2 separate regions of the Lactuca sativa genome follow, and region 1 is linked to region 2. A link is a contact called in public Hi-C data. All regions are on one chromosome and are shown on one strand. The core of a region is the stretch at or near the end of the contact, and the rest is flanking DNA. Distances in the headings are between cores, read along the strand shown. Region 1 holds the start of LOC111918195 (protein CHROMATIN REMODELING 35). Region 2 holds the start of LOC111918259.

The links. A called contact is a pair of places that touch in the nucleus more often than the background predicts.
Region 1: a contact with region 2 is called in a Hi-C map of leaf, with 5 times the contacts expected there. The contact joins the promoter of LOC111918195 here to the promoter of LOC111918259 in region 2. A contact is called at or near these places in 3 of 4 Hi-C or Micro-C datasets (bud and leaf).

What each region holds. Positions count from the first base shown.
Region 1 is chr9:197,717,973-197,721,154 of Lsat_Salinas_v11, forward strand. LOC111918195 (protein CHROMATIN REMODELING 35) reads right to left here and starts at 1,760. Exons shown (of 7, transcript XM_042898007.2): 1 at 1,525-1,760; 2 at 1,286-1,437; 3 at 581-1,086; 4 at 59-481. The coding sequence starts at 1,340.
Region 2 is chr9:197,583,592-197,587,071 of Lsat_Salinas_v11, forward strand. LOC111918259 reads left to right here and starts at 1,905. Exons shown (of 13, transcript XM_023913950.2): 1 at 1,905-2,044; 2 at 2,152-2,377; 3 at 2,666-2,775; 4 at 3,053-3,122; 5 at 3,216-3,357; 6 at 3,444-3,480. The coding sequence starts at 2,177.

The DNA of each region.
Region 1 (3,182 bases), core at 510-3,009, 130 kb after region 2:
AAATTTATACTAGAAGTGTGACTTTGAGGAAGATAACAGATAAATATTTTCATGTTACCTTTGAGGATTCCAATCCAACGTTCATTTCTTGCCAAATATCAGCAAGCCCATCAAAGTCAGCTTCGGATTGTGAATTACTCTCTTCCACATCGGAATCGGAATCAACACCAACATAGACACCTTTAAAGTGCTTTTTCTTTTCAACCTCTACATCATTATCATTATTTTTCTCTTTTTCATCTTTTGACTCGACAACAATATCTGTAATTGTATTCCCTTCTTCTACACCTTCTCTTTCTCCTTTTCCTCCTTTTCCTTTTCCCCTTGGTCTCCCTCTCCCTTTCCCACCCCCACCCCCATTCACATTCCCACTCCCACTCCCACCCCCTACCCCCACCCCTCTCCCTCCTCCTCCTCCTCCTCCTCCTCCTCCCCCTCCTCCTTTCCCAACTGAAGCTTGACCTTGACCATAATCTCCCTCCTACATGGAGATAAAACCAAAACATCATATTTATACAACACGTATTAATTCAAACCAGAAATCTTCACTGGAATCCCAAAAAGATTCAAGGCAGCTTACCAGAAATTGTTTCATTGAAAACTGGCCTTCAGGCTTATTCAAGACTATGTCTCTGTAAGGTTGAAAAGGCCTTGCGGATGTGGGTTCATCATCATCTGATCCTATGATGACAACAGAATCAGGTGCATTTGTATCATGACCCATGCCCATGGCATCATCAAACATAACCACATCCCTCACATGATTTGCAACTGAAACCTCCTTCACAGGATTTGGAAATGGAGCCTCCTTCACAGGGTATGTGTCCATTAAATCAGCCCCAAGTGAAGGATACCTTCTAAAACAAGGCATCAACGTCTGTTTTCTTAGTGAAAGAATATTTTCTATGTCTTTTGTAACAGACCCATATTTAGGTGAATCAAAGCTTGCCACAAAGTTTCTAACATCAAATGGATCATTATAATCAATGGTTTTCTTTTGCTTCTTTGCATCAAATGTGCGCTTAGTGTACAGTGGGTTTGGAGATATGATTTCTTCACCATTGCTCATTTGTCCCTTGATTATTTCTGAAACAAACATACAAAACACAAACCAAGGAAAGTGAGAAAATTTTGCATCTAGACAACATTTAGAAGGGATATACCGAAATCATTTGCAAAATTGACAAAATCGAGCAGGTCAATTGCGTGATCATCCCAAAAAAATAACAAATTGAATACATAAACATTTATGTCTACATATACATAGTGAGAAGAAAAAGAGTACCAGAGGGTTTAAAGCTTGTGCTATAATGCGTGTTCATCCGGTCTTCGACGTCCATTGACTGTTACAAAAAGGGGGGATTATAATTATATGATCGATAGAATCACATGCATTTAGGATAACAATCACCCGTTCATCGTATACAGACAACACAGCTGAAAATCGACGGAAGAAAACATGTGGGAAATAAACCCTAAACATTTGCAACAAAACCCAACAAATTAAAGAGGATAATGACTTACATTGTTGATCCAGCGGGATTGCCACGTTTGTTTAACGATTCTTTCGAGTGAATAGAAAGATTAGAGAGAAAAGGACGGTTGAAGAACAGCTATGGGGGAACTGAAGTGAGTTTGGAGTCGGGTGAATTTTGATGCAAAGCAGGGAATAAAACAAGCAAAGGCTTCGGGGAACTGGGAACTGGGAAGCCTAACGGAGCTTTGCAGATTCTTTTCTTTTATTCTTTCTCACTTTAGGTGTTAGGTAGTGGTGTTTATGTAGAATTCTAAAAAATAGAAGGACAATATTATTATTAGCCAATAAATTACGAGTAAATTCGGCAAATGACCAAAATATATGGAGAGTTTGAAGAAAATGACCGTAAAAATAAAGATTTTAGGAAATGACCATAGGTTTCACAGAGGGGTTCTGCAGAACCATAAACACCTCTGCCGAATGTAAACACCTCTGTGGATCTTGGTTTTTTCATTTTTTTTTTTTTTCGTTTTCTGTTTTTTTTTCGTTTATTAATATATTTTTTTAATCACATAAGGTATTATGTGATTATTATATAAAAGAAAATTCGTTTTTCCTTTCTTATTTAATTACCCGTTTATAAAATTGTGTGTTTAATAAAAATTATACAAATATTCTATGTTTTTTATAAAATTACACACACTGGTATTCTAAATAATAAACATACTTTAAGTAGGTTAAAAAAGATACTTTAGAAAACATAAACATACAACCTTTATAATAAACATACTTTGAAATAAACTTCATTAAAGTCTCTGTGGATCATCTACAGCTCTGTGAAATATTTGCTTTTTGATTTTTTTTAATTTTTTTTTCTTTTTTTTGTTTTTTGTGTTCATTTTAATTTATTAATATTAATTTTTTTTTTAAATACACTAATACCTTATGTGATTATTATGTAAAAAAATTGACAAAAAAGTTAAAAATAATGAAATGATTTATATAATACGTTTGCTATTGATGTATGTTTTCTATGTATTTTTACTATTTTGTATTTACAAATCACTCTCCACAAACACAATGAAAAAACAATTTCTATTGGTAATTGAAACTCACAAACTCACAAAAACCCATTAAAATACGTCTATAACTTTTATAACTAATCCGTAGAGGTGTATACAGATCCGCAGAGGTGTACACTGATCCGCAAAGATGTATACTGATCCGCAGAGGTGTACACAGATCCGCAAAGGTGTATACTGATCCTCAGATGTGTACACTGATTCGCAGATGTGTACACTAATCCGCTGATAACAGTTCTGTAGATTCCCAAACAGTATTGTGGACTGATATTAACCATAAGTTCATTATTTTTAACCTCTTTTTGTCAATTTTTTACATAAACATAAGGTATTAGTGTATTAAAAAAATTAATATTAATAAACGAAAACAAAAAATAGAAAAAACAAAAAAACGAAAAAAATAAAAATTAAAAAACTCAATATCCGCAGAGATGTTTCGGTTCCTCAGAAGCAAACGTATTACATAAAACATTTCATTATTTTTAACATTTTTTGTAGAATTTTTTACATAATAATCACATAATGTATTAGTGTATTTAAAAAAAAGTTATATTAATAAACAAAAATGAACGCAAAAAAAATAAATAAATAAAAATAAAATAAAATCAAAAATCAAAAATCAA
Region 2 (3,480 bases), core at 655-3,154:
TAAATTCTTCTACTTCAAAATGCAATACACGTGCTCCCATAGTTGGTAATGTATCATCTATAATGTTACTAAGACCAGGTCCTCTAGTATTTGCACCATTGATCCATATCGTACTCTTCATCTCAATAATATGTTAATTACCCCTGATATGATAAAAAATCTAGTCTCTGTTCCTAAATTCACTAGAGATAACAATTGTTCTATTGAGTTTGATGCTTTTGGTTTTTCTGTGAAGGACTTCAAGACTCATCAAGTTCTTCTCCGCTGTAATAACTCGGGTGCTTTATACTCCATTACTGCTCCTTCTACTCAAGTTTTTGCAACTCTTAATTTTTCTGTTTGGCATCAACGTTTAGATCACCCCGGTGACAATGTTTTTATACAATTAGTTTCCATAATTTTATCAAGTGTAATAAAACCAAGTTGCCTCATCTTTGTCCCACTTGTCAAGCGGGCAAACATGTCCGACTTCCTTTCAGTCTTTCGGATTCTAATGTTTCTTTTCCTTTTGATATTATTCATTCTGATGTTTGGACATCTCCTTTGATGAGTGATAGTGGTTTAAAATATTATGTTGTTTTTTGGACCATTTTTTCGCACTATGTTTGGGTGTATCCATTGAAGCGTAAATCTAATGTTTTTGCCAAGTTTGTCAATTTTCGTGGCTATGTTCGAAATCAGTTCAATCGTGACATTAAGGCCTTTCAATGTGATGATGGGAGAGAATTTGACAGCCATTATTTTCATGATATTTGTGACAATAATGATATTTCCATTCGTTGTTCGTGCTCGTACACCTCTCAACAAAATGGAAAATCCGAGCGACAAGAGGGAACACTGGTGATCGAAATGATTTGAAAAGTAGCACGACAAGAGTCAATTGATGTGAAATAGTTTTAAAAAAGGAAAGACTTTACTGGTTATTTGAAATATGGATTTGATGTGTTATATGTTTTTGGATATGAGCAATTACCTGTGATGAGTATCATATGTTTGGGATTTGGTTACTCTTGTTGAGTTTTCACGGTTTTGGGATTTAATTAATTGATTTGGAGTTGGTTACTCGTGATGAATTTTCATGTGTTGTGAAATGAATGCGTTCATAAATTTTCATGTGTTGTGAAATGAATTCAATCAATAAGTAAATTTAAAAGGAATAATTTTTTTTTTTTTTTTTTTTTTGGAAAAGTTATGTTTGGGCTGTGACTTGCCAATATACTGGATGACAGGCTATATCGTTATAGCCCTGGGACGGGCAATGGATCTCATAGACAATGTTTTAGGGGTATAGATTCACCATATATGCAAAAGTTGTGTTTTTAGGGTATAGATTTCATGTATGCACATGTTACCTACATAATTTATGTTTTGAGGTAATACATCCTCGTATGCATGAGTTATGATTTGAGGTAATGAGAACTCGTATGTGTGAGTTATATATTTTTGAGGAGATAGAGTTCCCATATGTGTAGTTTATTGCAATGTTTATATTATGACTTGTTTGTGTTTACAAAGTTGCCAATGTATTTCAAATATGATTTTGAAAGCATGTTTTGAACTGTAATATCAAGTTAAAAACCCATATAGTTCACGAGTCTATTAACTTACGTAGTATTTTTAAATGGATATGTATTCCGGTATGAAAATTAAAGCTTAGAGATACGCTGCTAAGAAAACTTATGGAAGACTTAACAAAGTCTTTAGGTATATAATCTTTTCATTTTTACAATGGTTGTTTATATTATTTTTGTAAAACCATATTTTTCTATGAACATCTCCGAACACCCCTTTGGCTTTATTTTAACAGTGAACATCTCTAACTAGATTTTGTTTTCAAAACTTTAAATACAAGTACTTATATGCATTTATTTAGAATATGAGGGGCTTGAAATGTAAATATAGGGTGACACGCAGATGGCTCGGCTCACGTCAACGGAGCTCGAAGAGATGCACATGGTGTACGACCATTTTCAATTTTCACGCGAAGTCTTGAACAATTTTGTTCTTGAAAAACTCGAATTCAGATGCAGATGCACTTTGATTTGTAAATTAAAATTTAATAAACCTATAAATTCCTGATCACCGATCTACATAACCTAGAAATTTTCATCGATATTCAGAGAAAAAGTTGATTTTTTTTTTGTAATGAAGGATTCTTCAGAAGTAGTTTAGAACGATGAATCAGATGATGGAAAAATGTTCTTCTGACAATGAAGATCCAGAGAAAAAGCAGAAGGAAAAAGAGGATGTTACTGCAGATCCAGAATTCTTTAGCTGCATGCTTCAGCCATGTTCCGCGAACTCCGATCCTAATTACATCGGGGCCCGCCGTCTTCTACTATCTCGCAAGGCTCGATCCGGTGTTCTTCAGCGAAAGGTACTATTACACTTTGCTCAATTTTACTTTTTCTATACTGAAATGTAGTTAAAATCGAAGTTTTTTTCTCCTGATTGTAATTGATACACATTGACGGAAAATTAGTGTGTGTAAATTGCTATAGCAATTGTCGAGTGAATATGTTTTAAAAGACATAGTGCGCCTTGAAATCAAACCTCATTAGAGAATGGAGAGAAACATCCTTACTCGGACTTACAAATGGAGTTCCCAAATCGGCAACTATTATGTTTAAGCAGCAACATAAACTGTTATGATTGTGGTTTGTAGGATTGGAGATGCAATGGCAAAGGCTATGTTGGTTATCGCAATTTTATTACCAAATTGGAGAATCGAATGAAGTTGCAGTCACCTAGCCACCTGAGTAGTCCTGGAACCAGGTGATTGCCATTTTTACTTGATGTTCTACTTGCTTCAGCTTCAAATTTCATAAATTCTCATTATTGGATTCACCAAATGAACTTACACGCCAGAATTACTTGCAAACATCCATAATTACACAAGTTCTTTCAGGAATTTAATGTGGTTAGATCAATGCAGAGACACAAGCTTCAAGTAGTACATTAATCATGAATGTGCAACTATATGTAGAGTGTAATGTGAATCTTGGTTTGATATAATTCTGACATCAGGTTAATTTACTGGTTGATTCATCAGTGGGCAATGGGCACCATCTTCAGGTCCAGCCTCCATTACACATGACATAGACAGCTGGAGTTTTAGCAGGGTATGCTTCCTTTCTTTATTTTCATCTATCATCTATACTTACCTTTTGATTATTATACCATATCTTTTGAGGTGTTAAATTGTATTATTACAGGATCCAAGTGAAAGCCAAACAGTGAGTCGCACAAACAGTATAAGATCAAATTTAAGTGAAACTGATCATTCACGTAGAAAAACTGAACCAGCATATTCTTTTGTGGGAATGCATTGCATATTTGATGAATGCAAATCCATGGGTAATTAATTTTCCAAGATCAATCTGTCTCCCCAATCCTTGTTTTATCATTGTAACATTGATTTATTTTTTATAATATTTCTCCAGTTACTGTTATAAAGTTTGGGAATATGAGCTCTGATTT